Linked DNA regions of Muntiacus reevesi: region 2 is linked to region 1. A link is a contact called in public Hi-C data. All regions are on one chromosome and are shown on one strand. Each heading gives the region's core, a stretch centred on a gene start, on an enhancer-like site or on the middle of the called end of the contact. The rest is flanking DNA. Distances are from core to core; before and after follow the strand shown. Region 1 holds the start of BRCA1 (BRCA1 DNA repair associated). Region 2 holds the start of AOC2 (amine oxidase copper containing 2).

Evidence for each region. A called contact is a pair of places that touch in the nucleus more often than the background predicts.
Region 2: a contact with region 1 is called in a Hi-C map of blood, with 4 times the contacts expected there. The contact joins the promoter of AOC2 here to the promoter of BRCA1 in region 1. A contact is called at or near these places in 2 of 3 Hi-C or Micro-C datasets (blood and muscle).

The regions. Positions count from the first base shown.
Region 1 is chr18:19,333,789-19,340,971 of mMunRee1.1, forward strand. It overlaps BRCA1 (BRCA1 DNA repair associated), which reads left to right and starts at 3,908. Exons shown (of 23, transcript XM_065908767.1): 1 at 3,908-4,017; 2 at 4,891-5,001. The coding sequence starts at 4,922. It overlaps NBR1 (NBR1 autophagy cargo receptor), which reads right to left and starts at 2,992. Exons shown (of 21, transcript XM_065908766.1): 1 at 2,840-2,992.
Region 2 is chr18:19,634,874-19,642,056 of mMunRee1.1, forward strand. It overlaps AOC2 (amine oxidase copper containing 2), which reads right to left and starts at 2,427. Exons shown (of 4, transcript XM_065908732.1): 1 at 91-2,427. The coding sequence starts at 1,678. PSME3 (proteasome activator subunit 3) reads right to left here. Exons shown (of 11, transcript XM_065908735.1): 6 at 6,518-6,630; 7 at 6,207-6,275; 8 at 6,008-6,075; 9 at 5,854-5,908; 10 at 5,645-5,731; 11 at 3,273-5,063. The coding sequence ends at 4,983.

The DNA.
Region 1 (7,183 bases), core at 2,658-5,157:
GGGACAGGGAGGCCCAGTGTGCTGTGATTCATGGGGTCGCAAAGAGTCGGACACGACTGAGCGACTGAACTGAACTGAGGTGGTTTAAAACAAATCTCACTTCCATATGTTTGCAAAGAGAATGTAAATTTTGGTCACATTCATAGAAATCATCTAACATTTGTAAAATCCTTTGGATTTTATGAACTTTATGATGACTGCTTAATTAAACAGACACCTGCTGTTACATATCTACTAGTAGGATACCAAGATGAGTAAGAGTAGGACTCTAGCCTTGGGGAATTTATATTCCTAAAGCTTGAAGGAGATATTCTAATAAATTTCTCTTGGAAAAGATGCCTTTTCCTAAACTGAGCAACCTAGGTTCTGTATTAGATCTATTTTAACAATTTAGAGGCTGAAACACTAGCCAAGAAACTACACAGGTGTAGCATTCAACACCCTTTATTCAAGTTCATTTTTTTTTTTTTGGCAGTCTACTTTTTTCTTTTATGGAGAATTTCAAATATACATAAATGTGGAGAATATTGATGATCTAACTATAACCATCAACTCAAAGTTACCCTCATTTCACCTATACTCTTCCATCCCCCCAATATGGATTGACTATAGTCAACTAATGTTTAAAATCTATTAATGGGAAAATTTAAACCTTTACAAAAGAAAAGAGATTAATATACAATGAACGCTGAAAGACCCATCGACTGTCTTCATAATTACCATCAACTCAGGACTAATCTTGTTATAGCAATGCCTTTCCCTACCGGATTATTATTATTGTTTTTATTACTTGGCCACATCATGCCACATGCAGGATCTTAGTTCCCCAAATGGGGATCAAACCTCTGTCCCCTGCAATGGGAGCATGGAGTCTCAACCACTGGACTGCTAGGGAAGTCGTTCTACTGGATTATTTGACAGCCATCATTTTATCCATAAAATAATTGAGGGTTTTACCTCTCAAAGATAAGAATTTTACTTACAAATTGTTAAGATTGTTTTTTATGACTTTACAAAATAGTTTAAATCTAAATATAAGTTGTAATGTAAAAGAACAGCCTTTTCATGTTTCATGTTTTTTTAAAAACATATTCATCAATGAATCCTGACTAAGCACCTACAGATTCAGATTCTGCTCCAGGCACGGACACTGCAGAGGACCAAGATTAAGTCTCAGGAGTTTACAGCGAAGAAGGGAGCGAGCACAGTGGTTTAGAAAAGCTGGATTCCAGACAGTTCTGGCACATTACTAGCCATATAAGTGTGAGCAGGTCATTTAAACTCTGAGCTTCAGTTTCTGAACCTGTAAAATAAGCCTGAGATCTCCATTTTGCTAACCTCACAACACTATCTTAAGGATTAAGTAAAAATGTGTATGCTGGTTCTTTGAAAACAGTACTTAAATATGAAAGTTATTATTATATAAATCAGCCTTTAGAACCTGACATAGTGCTGTTTTCCACAGTATAATGAACTGCCCTGTGAAACAATACAACTGTGAGACTGTCATTAAAAAGGACCTTGAACTGAGAATCAGGGATTTGAGGGGTTTTTTTGTAAATCCAAACACAAACATCTCCCAACTTTTTCCATTCTCTGTCTCTACCTAGAGCCAAGAGCATTATCAAAATAGTTTCTGGCACCAATCCTGCTGACATCCAGTATCTCATTCACACAGAATGCAATTCTTGGGGTCCTTAAAATTTGGACAAAACTCCTGTCAATGCCCCACAATCATGGGCAAAAAAATCGGGGCGACTGACTAATTCACTCTGCCAAAATTCGATCTTCTAAAACACATTCTCAGTTTTCAACTTCTGAGAAACACACTTCCACACTTTTGAGAATCCAAAAGGAAGCTAACCTTCTTCCCTCTTTCTCAAATTACACAACTGGAAACAAGTTTAGATACGTTGGAACACATCCAGCTGGCTGACTAGGGAGGTGAAAACAGAAGTGGGAGATTCTAGTTTAGCTGGACTATAGCCAGGTCTTTATAAAGAGTCGCCTATTTATTTGCCTTGGATGTGAAATTCTTTCAGCAAGAGTATTGTCTTGAACTTGTGACAAAGCTGTGGTTAGTGTCCTCTGTCACTGTAATTAGTCGACTAAGTCGGGTAGCTGGGGCCTAGGCTTCCAGCTTTCATTATTAACTGGATTATATCAAATTCATGTTCCGGCTCACCTTTCCCTGGCACAAGTCAGCTTTTCCTCTAAGTCGATTTTACCAGGATCTCAAACATCCCTTTAACGAAGTTGACCTGGAACCTGAGCTTTGATTACTGTCTCCACCTGAGGCCTATCCTGGAGTTAAAATGTGTGACCTGAAAGCTGTGTGTTCAATAAAAAGGAAAAACGGGGCCCTTTCAATACCAGAGGTCCCTGAACAAGACGACTTCCTTACGAGGTTCCCCAAAAGTGGGATGAGGGGGAGTGAGGAGGCTGTGTGGGCAATGTCATCTTTTTTTTTTTTCCTTGCAGACTTCATCCTAGTCTTCCAGTTATCGTTTCCTAGCACTCCTTGTCCCCAGGAGTGTGTCACCACCCCCTGAGAACTCTCTCGTTTCCTTTGCCCAGGCCTTTTTTGTCCTGGGGAGTATTGGGGTCCTTCACCAGAAGCTAGGCGTTCTGCACCACGGACCCTCCGTCCCTCCTGTGGTATCCGCCCCCTCGGCCCCTCAGAACACGAACGGATCTCCCATCAGGTCACTGAAAGATCGGTTGTCCAAGTCACGGAAGAAGTCGCCCTTCTCCTTTGGAGGCTTCCTCCCGTAAACTTCCCCAAGTCCTCTCGGTGAGACGTGACACCACCCCTAGGTAACCGCAGTTGTTTCCTTACCAGCTTCCCGCCCCCGGGGGGCGCCTGCCGGAGGCCAATGCAAGAACCGTTCGCTGCCAGCTCTGCTGCTATTCCTGCTGGGTGAATCTAACATGGCGGACAGAGACAGGGCCTAGTCCCCAGGTTATCTGAGTTTTCGACAAGATGATTGGTTCTTACCAAGTGTCCCTCAAAACTACAGCCCCACTGATTGGTCGAAAATAAGTTGGCGGGGGCGGGGCAGGAGGAGCTTGACCCTCACAACAATAACAAACACGGGGCAAAGGGGCGGAACTGCGAGTGCGCAGCCGTGGGCCGGGACCCCGGATGATTTCCCCTTCCCAGGTAAAAAAACGCGCCCGTTGCATTTCTTTAGGTCACCGACCTTAGAGGACGACTCGCGGGGCTGGATGGGGACTGTAGTCTTACTAGGACTTGTAGGTTCTTTAGCCTATTATCCACTCTCGACATACGAAAACATAACACTCCAATCCATATCTGTTGACATGCATAAGCGCTCTGGAGCTCTTCAGTTTATCAGCTGAGTTGTCGTTAGACTCGTGTCTGCCTCCCGTATCGGAAGTTCCTCTCCATAAGACTACAGTTTCCAAGGAACACTGTGGCCAAGGCCTTTCGATCCGCAATGCATGCTGGATATCGTAGTTTTTCCCTTACAACCCTATTATTTACCTAAACTTGAAACTCCCATTGCGGCGGAAAGGGTGAGGGTGCTGGGCCTCTTCCTGCGACTGTTTTAGGCACTATCATGAGCTCCTATTCGGGATCCAGGGAGCGATCTCGACGTTAGTACGGCAATCACTGTGACGTAATAACCCTCAACTGGAAGCGTTGAAGTGAGAGGGAGGGCGCCTATTAGAAAAACTCCGGGAGAACTTGGTCTCTTCCGTCTCTTTCTAATTACGTAAAGAGGGAAAAAATGGATGACCAATCGGGAGCCCCTGAGAGACTCAGCACTTTCTGCTCCGCCCTTCGGTTACGTGTCCGGTTCTCGCGTTCTGAGAGGCTCTTGCTCGCGGCAGCAGCCGGTTTCCGTGGCAACAATAAAGCGCGGGAATTACGGATTAGTTGAAACTGCGACTGCGCGGTGTGAGCTCTCCGAACCGAGGACTGTCCCGGGGCTTTTTCAGAGAAGTGGGCCTTGGGTCCAGGAAACCCGGATCTCTTGTTCTGGGTGAAAGGTGAGAGAACCGTGGGGAAGGGAGAGCGGCCCGTGGGGTGTTCTGGGGCAGTAAACAGGTGTGGGGAGAGCCGGGGAGAGGTGACTCCTGAAGGCGAGCAAGACGGATGTTATCGGGTGGGGGGCGGGCGGAAGGTGGAACCTGAGAAGCCTAAGACGTTGAATCTGTGGAAGTCGTGGGGAGAGGGGCTGTTTGTGTGTCACGGGATCTGGGGGAGTTGCAGATGATAAGGGCGGGGGCAGGGTGTGTCCTTGGGGGAATCCTGATGGGTCCTGAGGGGGACAAGATGGTATAAAAAGACGAGCTGGTATATTTGAGAAAGGGACCCTGAGGGAAAACGGGGGCAGGAATGTATCTGGGAAGAGGAGGAGAAAGGACTTTGTACGAGGCAGAGCCCTTAAGAGCTGGATACTTGTGAGCTTCTGTGAAGGGGCCAGAAGGGAGTAGAGGGAGGAACCTCCGTAGGCCCAGGTGCTGCTGGTACCGATGTGCCTGAGGAGAATCCTGAGTATAGGCCAGTGGGAAAATCTGGGGAAGGACAGGGATTGGAGCGTTGGTTGGTGTTGATTTTATTTTAAGGGCGAGAAAGAAAACAACTGTGATGATTGAAGAATTAGGAGGGTACCACCACTCACCCCACTGTATCATCCCACTGTGGCTTTCCCTTTCTTGGAGAACGAAAAAAATCAAAAGGAAATGGTTGGAGGCTAGATGGGCACAAACAGAATTGAAATGGTCTTAATTACACAAAACGTTTAGAATTTTTTTAAAAATAAGGCTTTGGTCATTGGTTCTATGGTCTGATTCTAAAGCATTCCAATCTTAAATATCACTTAATGAAACTAAACTGCTGTTTATATAACCCTTTTAAAGTGATTTATGTAGTTCATTGGAACAGGAAGAAATGGATTTATCTGTGGATCATGTTGAGGAAGTACAAAATGTCCTTAATGCTATGCAGAAAATCTTAGAGTGTCCAATATGGTAAGTTGAAAGTTTATTAATTTGAAATTCTTGTATATCCACTATATCCTATGCAAATGAATTGACCTTAAGATGGTAAGGAGAAAAAAAATTGTTGTCTGTTAAGGTTAAGCTATTAAAGTTGCTGCTTTTCTTAGCTGAAGACCTTTAAGAATATAGGAAATTTCTCCATTTTCTCCACTTGCGCTCTCCCTTTCCCTTTTTTTCTGTCACCTCAGCACACACTTGAATGTCCACAAATTGTCTTGACTGGTTCTATCAATGTAGAACCAGGAATCTGGTTTAGCTTAAGTGATATTTGGACTTTTTATCCAGCTCCATAACCAGCTTGAGCACTTGGAATGGACTTAATTGATAATGGGAAAATAAAATCACGAATGCTTGATGTCAGTGAGTGGGTATGTCCTGGGAGAACTTTTGGCTGAAATTAGCCCTGTATATTTAAATGAGAATATTGCAAATCCTCAAAACCTTTAGCAAGTTTCTTTGACTTTTGTACCTCTTTATTTATTTAACAATTTTTATTTTTTATATAATTTTTAAAGATTGCTCTCCATTTACAGTTATTACAAAAGATCGGCTATATTCCCCGTGTTGTATTGGTTTGGCCGAAAACTTCATTCAGTTTTCCTGTAGGATGGTATGGAAAAACACAAACAAACTTTTTGGCCATCCCAATGTAATACATCCTTGTAGTCTGTCTTACACCTCTCACCCCGCCAATCCTATCGTGCCCCTCCCCAGTCTTAGACATTATGAGTGAACCTTTGTTTTTCTTTATCTACAATAAAAGGAGGGGACAAGAATTTTAAAGGCTTATAATTTACTACAGTGAAATGCAGAAAACATAAGTGTACAAGTCTTTGTCTTTGGGTAAGTGTATGTATCTTTGTAACCCAGTCAAGGTGTGGAACATTTTTTTCAACCCCAGAAAGGTATCTTGTGTGGATTCAGGAGCTCTTAACTTACCCTCCACGACCCTTGGAGACCTATCTATATTCCTATATAGTTTCTTCTTTTTTTTTTCCCTATATAGTTTCTTAATGTAATTTTATATTTTGTATTTTATATATTTAAAGACATTACTGTGAGAAGGGGGTTCATGAGCTTTTATCAGCTGCCGAGAGGGGTCAATGGTACAACAAAGGTTATGAACCACAGGCTAAATGATCTCAATGGTATCTCTTAAATCTATTACATAAATTAAAATAAATCTACAAAATAAATTAAAAACCATACCTCAGAATTTCTTGGTGAAAAGCCAGAAGGGAAATTTAGAAAGTTTACTGACTACCCTCTCTCCTCTTATTCTCTGGTCATTCTGTCCTCTTCACTGATCTTCAAACATTCTCCTGTGTCTGAGCTTTTTTGCTTGCTGCTCCCTCTGCCTACAACGAATGTTCTTCCCCTGGTAATTGCGTGGCTCACAAATCTTGATGGAAATACCATCCTTCAAAGAGGCAGACAGTGTTAATTTGAAATTGAAACATTCCCACCCCCAACATACTCTTTATCTCCCTTTCCTCCATAATGCTTAGTTTTTTCATAACTCATTACTACCTGACATTCCGTATAATTTATCCTTTTTCTCAACCACCACAGAATATAAACTCTGGGCAGAGGTTTTTGTTTTATTTACTTGATATCATCAGTAGTTAGAACAGCATTTGGGACATAATAGCCACTCAGTCAACATTTGTTGAAGGTGTTAATAAACTAAATAGGTTCTTTGATATAGTTGAGTTTTTTAATATGGTGATAGTGGTGAATATTATTCAAAAAATAATCTGGAAAGTTGCACCTTTCCTTTGTGCTTCATGAAAGTTGTTTTTCATATTTGGAATCAAGAAAATAATATGAAATAAAATGCAAGTTGTGTTTTCAGAGAGAAACAAGGTTTATAAGTAACCTACCTTCTGCTTTCCTGCCCCTCAACATTTCAGCTAAACAAGAACCCAAGCTGAATGAGCTTTACAGCCAAATTTATGAACCATCAGAGCCAGGGAAGGAGAAAATGACAATCGGGGAAAAATTGCTTTTGAAAGAGCATAAGACTTACTCATGATAATTACAAAGAGTGATCAAAAAGTCCTTAATAATATGGCATTTGGGTCCATTTACTTTACATTTCCGTGAGACCCAGTCATAATATATAATATTCTTTCTCATTCTGGCAAATTAA
Region 2 (7,183 bases), core at 1,177-3,676, 300 kb after region 1:
CCACCCTCTTACCTCTTTGGGCTTGATGTGGGGGTCTCCCTTCCCTCTGGCCCACCCCAACTCTCCATCCTCATGCCCCGGGGCACTCACCTGCCACATCCAGGTCCAGCTTGAAGTGGAAGGCATGTGTGTGCACCGCCCCCAGCACACGCTCCCCCACGCGGTTCCCAAAGAGGAGGCTCTCCTCTCCCCCGCTCAGGAAAGCTGTGTTGATGTATCCCGTGGCATGGACCCGCCCTTCGAGTGCCCCATTTGGGTGCAATACAAAGTCCCAAATGTAGTCATAGTTGCCTACAGAGGACACAGACCTGACTACGAGGGCAGAGCCGGCCAAACCACCATAGAAATGACTCTGAAGCTGATTGTGGTGCCTTCGGAGGGGTAGTCCCTGGGCCTCCTCAAATACACACACAGCCCCCGGGAGCAGCTGGACTGCCCCTTGACCCACCAACACGTGGGTGTCCACCATGGTAGACTGATAGGGGCAGTCTACTCCCCGCACCAAGCCTCGGCTGTGCCGGCCAAGTCCGTAGCTGCTATCAAGGTATCGGGTCATCATGGTCTTGGGTGAATCGGCGCCATAGATAGACACACACTCCTGGACACTGACTTCATAGGCCACTCGCTCACCCTTGAACCGAACATCAAAAATTCTCATGCCACTGAACGCCCCATGGCCAAAGGTAAATGTCCAGAGGAAAGACTCCACCAGGTGCCCTTGGACGCTGTACCGGGAGCCCTGAGGTGAGAACTCAAGAGGAGGGAGAGGGCCTGGGGAGACCCGGGAGCGGAGGGAAGAGGCCCCATCTGGCAGGGGTAGAGGAACTCTAACCACATCCAGCCGGCCAGCCTTAAACTCCCATTCCAACTGACCCAAGTCTGCGTAGTAGTGCCCGAGGTAGAAAACCTGCCGGACAGCCCAATGGGCAGGGTCCAGGGCCCTATGGTCCAGCAGCAGCTCGAGCCCCACGGGGTGAAGAAAAATCCCGACCCCTGAGATGTTATGGTAGAGGGCTATCCAGGTAGCACGGTCCCCTGAGCGCAAGCCACGAGGGGCGGCATGCAGAGCCGCCAAAGTGGAGCCATTGTAGTTGAAGACAGAAGCCAGGAAGACTGGGGCCTTGGGGAACTCCACCTCTTTCAGATGCGTCCACATCTGGGCAGATTCAGTTGCCAGCATGGGGCGTCGGTAATACGGGAGGGGACCCCCATGACGCTCCACGGTCACATCCCGCATATAGGAGGGCTGGGGCAGCGGCCCCACCACCAGCTCAGTCACATTGGGCTGGGGTTGTCCGCCAAAGAAGACGATGGCCAGTGCCTCCCGGGAAGGTGGGGGGCTCCCCCTGTCCAGGTGGGCCAGGGCTGCCGCCTTGGGGGGCAGCTGCAGCTCTACCGAGAAGATGCAGTTGTCTGAGGGTCGGGCCTGGGCTGCATCCACCAGGTCTGGCCCCAGCTTGTGGGTCAGGAAGCTCATCACAGCCATCAGCTCTTCACGGCTCAGGTCTGCAAACAGCTGGCTCTGGCCAGGGTGTGTCCAGGGCTGGGCACGGGGGGATACAGAGGGGCAGCGGGGAGGCAGGTTGGAGCCACCACGGCTAGTCAGCAAGACATAGGCCAGGGCAAAGATGGTGATGACAGACAGTGCCAGGAACACGAGGACTACCTTGAGATTCATGGTGAATGCTGAGAGCTGAAAGGAGAGTCCCACCAGCTGCTCCTTCCAGTTACTGACATCAAATCAGGGTTTATATTCAGGAGGATGGATAGGAATAGCGAAAACTCCACCCTGTGGGTTGGACGGGAAATTTCTGACCTTGATTTGTGTAATTCTGCTCCAATTTTCTGTTCTGTGGTTTGGCTCAAGGTACGACTTCCACGTGCATCGCCTCAGCCCATCCCTGAACTCCTCCCAGCAGCACGGTCAGTACCCACTCCCAAGCGCCATCATTTAGAGCAGATTAGAGGGCATTTGTATAGACGTTAAACTCTACCTTCTGCCCAGCATGGGTCTGAGGAAGAATGCAAATCTCAGATGCCCGATCAAGTCCTATGAGCCACATGCAACCACTCTGGCCACTTTCCTACCTTCTGGCAGGCACCACCCCAGTATTTCCAGGATCCACTGCCCAGTTCAGCAGTAAGCACTGTGTTCTGCCAGATGCCTAAGGCAAAGCCCTTGGTCTGTAGTCTCAGGCCTCTTCCATCTAGCCAGTTGAGAAACGAGTGGTGAAGACCTGGCCACAGCAGTCAATTTGTATCCCAATCACAGGTCCTGAAGCGGCATGACCTCAGGGGACTTACTTATCATGAGACTCAGTGTCCTGATCTATAAAGAAGGGATAAAACTACCCTAGAGATTCATGGAGAATAAATGTGATCACGCAGATAAAGTGCTTCACAGAGCTTGACACGGGGCAGGCATTCAAAAACGGTCAGCTACAGGTACTGATCTCTGAAACAGAATAGAAGAGATGTTCCTCCACCATTCAAGACCTTAAGTCTTTTTTTTGTAGAGACGATGGATCCCAGATCAATGGATATCAGTACGCTACTCTGCAAGGTGGAAGTTAAGGAAACTTTTATTTCAGAGGGAGCTAAGATCCCAAACAGCCCTCCAAGTCATTTGAAAGTCGGAACCAGGAGTCCCTGGCATATCCTCAAGAAACTTAAGACATTATTCAGAGAGAAGTATTGTATAAAGAAAACCATGGGGTGTGGTGTGCCTCGAGTCAGGTGATTCCCCACACATGGAACTACAGCACCCTCTACTGACAGTTCAGGGTATTACTGGAGAAGGAAGAAAGGAGCTGGGATATTGTCAGGGTAGAAGGCAAGTTAGGTTGGAGAAGAGTTATCTGGTGGCTCAGACACCTGCCTGCAATGCAGGGGACTGGGGTTCGATCCCTGGGTCAGGAAGATCCCCTGAAGAAGGGAATAGCTACCCACCCAGTATTCTTGCCTGGAGAATTTCATGGACAGAGGAGCCTCGCAGGACATGACTGACTTTCACTTTCTTTCAACTTGCATTTAATTCAGACTGCACACAAATGAAGGACCCACTCTTGCCTCTTGGTAGGCAGAAGCCTCAGTCTTTTCATTATTTCAGAAAAAAGAGGCAGTTCAATTGAAGTAAAGACACCCAGTAGGGTGGCTGGAGGTATATATGGAGGTGGGTGTCCCAATGTGCACACACCTAAGTGTGAGTGTGTCCCAGGCCACCAGGGCATCGCATCAGCGTCTGCAGCTTTAGAAAGAGGTCAAAGTACCTGTATTTTTAATAATTTCTTGACATGGTAAAAGAATTTTACATTACGATCCAAGGGCAGTAGGGGGAGGAGGAGGGGTACTGGAACAATCCAACAAACAAAAAGGGAAACTGAGAAACACAGGATGGGAGGAGGGAAGGGTTTTAGTTGGAAGGGGTCTGGAGGGTGGTAGGGGCACTGCCCAACTAAAATGCAATTGGTTTGTTACTGAGTACTATTCATGGGAAGACAGCATCCGAACTCCTCCTCTATAACATAATGGGGGACCAAAATGATGCGCTCAGATGGAAATATGATTGGAGGTTGGAAGACAGAGATGGGGCAGGGAAGGGGCAAGGATAAAAGTCAGAAACACTGAGAGAAAGAAAGAGAGCCACCAACAGACTCCCCAGGAGTGGCAGAATAAAAGAAGTAGGGGTAGATGAGGGTTAACACAAAAGCTGTAACAAGTGGTATCTCTGGAAGATTTGAGAGATAAGAGGCAACTCTTCTATGGTTTTGACTTGCTCGGCAGATTTCCACATACACACACTGTGTACATGCCTGTGTGTGAATGCACACACATATACACACAAGTGACTGCTTTCCCGGGAAGCACAATACTACAAATAAGAAAACATTTTTCCCAAAGGGAAAGCCCAGTAGCAGCAGCAGCATCTAGCCTCACAGCTGCAGACACCCTTATCCCAATTTACAACTGGCCTGGGAAGAGGCAACCAGGGGTCAGAGGACAAGCCTTTGCAAAAAACACCCAAAAGGACTCGAGTCCCAGAGGAAGGGGCCTTCCCCACTCCCTCCGCTTTTCATCTCTCAGCTCCCCTCCAACTCACAGCCTCAGGCACCAAGAGGCTACAATAGCAGGAGACAATGGGTCCTGGGAGAAGAGGACTAAGACACCTATCACCTTCTAAACAGAGTGAGTGAGTGAGTGAATGAGTGTGTGTGTGTGTGTGTCAGAGAGAGAGAGAGCGAGAGCGAGAGAGAGAGGGTTTACAGGTGGGCAGGGCAGGGGGGGAGGAGAGGGCATCAAGTAATAGCAGCAAGGCATGTGTGTGCTGCATGTGTGTATATATATCACACACATATGTGTATGTGAAAATCCTAGTTACAAAAACACCTGAAGGAGCTAGGGGCTTGGCAGAAGAAGGTCTAAGGTGTTTCTTGTCATGATCAGGTTCAAGGTACAATGTATGTAGACGGGAAACCCTCAGTCATCACCAGGGCAACTGTGGCAGGGAGGATCCAACATCCCACAGTGGCAAGGGACACTAACCTGCCTTCTGGAAGAGAGGAGTTGGTCCCCTCCACCCCGGCCCAGTTCCTACAAGACACCGAGCACTTTCCTTCCAGTTCCCTCAGCTTCTAACCAACTCATCAAAAGGAAGAAAACACAAAGCCCAAGACACAGGAGGGAGCCAGGGAGAGAAAACACAAGTATTCCTGTGCCAGGATCCTGCGCACACAAATCTGGAATTCTCCAGAAATTAGGACAGGGGGGTGTTAGGGAAGGAAATAGAAGAGTTCCTGAGGCCTGAAAAAAGAGGTAAACACGTCACAGAACTACATGAGAGTTTCATTAGACTCTAACTAAAAACAGAGAGAGGTGTGATTACTATTTCCAGCCAGTTTCCCCATCACGATAGTCATGTAACAAACCAAGGCAATGTCGGTCTTGAGCCAGACTCACAGAGTCCCCTGACCCTGGCCCCGGCCTCAGTACAGTGTCTCTGCATTGCTGCTCCGAGGTCGTTTGATCTTCTCAATATTTTTCAGGATCATGTCATGTAGAGTGACCTAGGAGGAGAGGATCAGGGAATCACGTGTCTATTCAACCCCTACCTCACTAGGAAAATGAGACACCCCCACAACCCCCCACCCTCACTCACATGACCCAAATCTCACTCAAATCTGAATGCAGGGTGGCTGCCCTTCTACATCTCTCATACCCCCGACACAGCTGGGGATATCCCAGCGTCCAAGAGTCTAATAAATAACACTTACGAAGCACTTAACATACCAGGAATTACACTAGGTCCTTTAATGTGTTAGCCGAAGAAACTGCAGTTTGAGGTTAAACTTGCCCAAGGCCCCATATTACAGGTAGAATTAGTTCTAAATCTATGCCTGACGCTAACGCCCACATCTTCACCTCAAGACCATACTGCGCCCTTTCCCATCCAGGTAGAAAGAAGGAAAAAAGCACCTAGACACCTTCAATGACCTCATGGGGCTTTTCAATACTCAGTTGATGGGCAGAACTTGTTCCACTCATTTTACCTCCAACCCCCATCTCAATCCCTAGAGAGAGGCAGGAAGACGGCCACCAGAACTAAGAGAAGCCAGAGCAACTGTGGGCAGGGTCCGAGGTAACTTACATATTGATTCCTTAGCTCTGATATGATGAGCCGAAGGCTGATATATTCTTTCTCGTCGATCTCTGTCACGGTGCGACGATAGTCCTCCTAATGAGGGGCAGAGAAAAGTCGTTCCCAAGGCCTGACTGTCACCCACACGGCTCTTCCTAGGAACAGTCGCTCCCCCCGTCCTACCACTTCCACCCTCAGCCCAAGAAACCTTCACTTACCACATGGGGATATTTAGCTATTTTAGAAACCAATTTGGCTCTTGTAATATAATATCTGGAAGGAGAAAGAAGAGGAGAAAGCTGCAGGAGACCCCGGACGGTGTTCACCACCTCACCAGCCCCCAATTCCTGGGCCACACCCCAGCCACCCTACCTAGAAATCTGGTCCAGATAAGATGCAGCTTCACTCTCAACAGTTCTCAGTTCTGCAACTGTCTCCTCCTGAAAAAAACAAATGAGTCAAAAGTCACTTCCATGTCATCCCACGGCAGAACACAAAGGAAAACAGAAAAGCAGAGGAAGTGAGAATACTCCCACACTTTCCCCTCCAGTTTCTATTGCAGGTGCCTTACCTGAATGGACACGCCAAAGTTGTTCCCATCTTCTATCCTAGGAATCAGGAGTTGTACCCACATTTTGACCTGGAGGGTGAGGGGACCAAAATACACGTATGAGGACCTCAGCCCTTTCTCCTAAAGCCATGAAGTACACAACTCAGGCTGTTGGGGCCACAGGACAGGAGCACAGGAGCCAAGATACTTAGTCTGCCAGCTGCCACATCACCTCCATGCCTCCAGCCCCATCATCGAGTACATCCATCATCTAACACAGTTCAAGACAGGGTATCTGGGGTCAGCCCACAGGTCACTAGCCCCTGCCTCACCGTGTTGCATTTCTCAATCAGCAGCCGGATCTCAGGCTTCACTTTCTCAATAATGTCCACCAGTTGCTGGTTGCTTTTTAGCATCCCATTGGGCATCACAAACACCTTGGTTCCTGGCAGGGATGTGAGGAAGATTAAATTATTGGTGTGGAAGGGCAGGACATAGCATTCCAGGTCTCTCTCTCTTTCCCAGCCCCATGAGACGTTATGACCTTGACCTTTTATCTGGCATAACCCTATCTACAACCTGACACCCCCAACAGAATAAAAAAAGAGAATAAACACATGGATTAACAGACTAAACAAGAACAAGTCTAAAATATTCCACAAGTCTGAAGAATAAGGAAACTTAAATATGTTCTATTTTTCCCATGGATTTGTGAGAGCTCAGGAAGCATGGTTTCCGGATGATTCTCATGAGGAGTACGCAACCCAGATCTCTCTTTCACAGTAGGGTTTGCATTCTTAAGAGATTCTAATGACTCTGCTGATCTGACAAGAGGCAGAGCTCAGGTGGTAATGCGAGCAATAGAAAGCAGCTGTAAATACAGATGAAGCTTTGCTAGCTTGCCTGTTGCTCACCCCCTGCTGTGTGGCCATAGACCAGCACCATGATTGAGGACCCCTGCTCTATAGACTTAATATATCAACTATTATTGAAGAGGA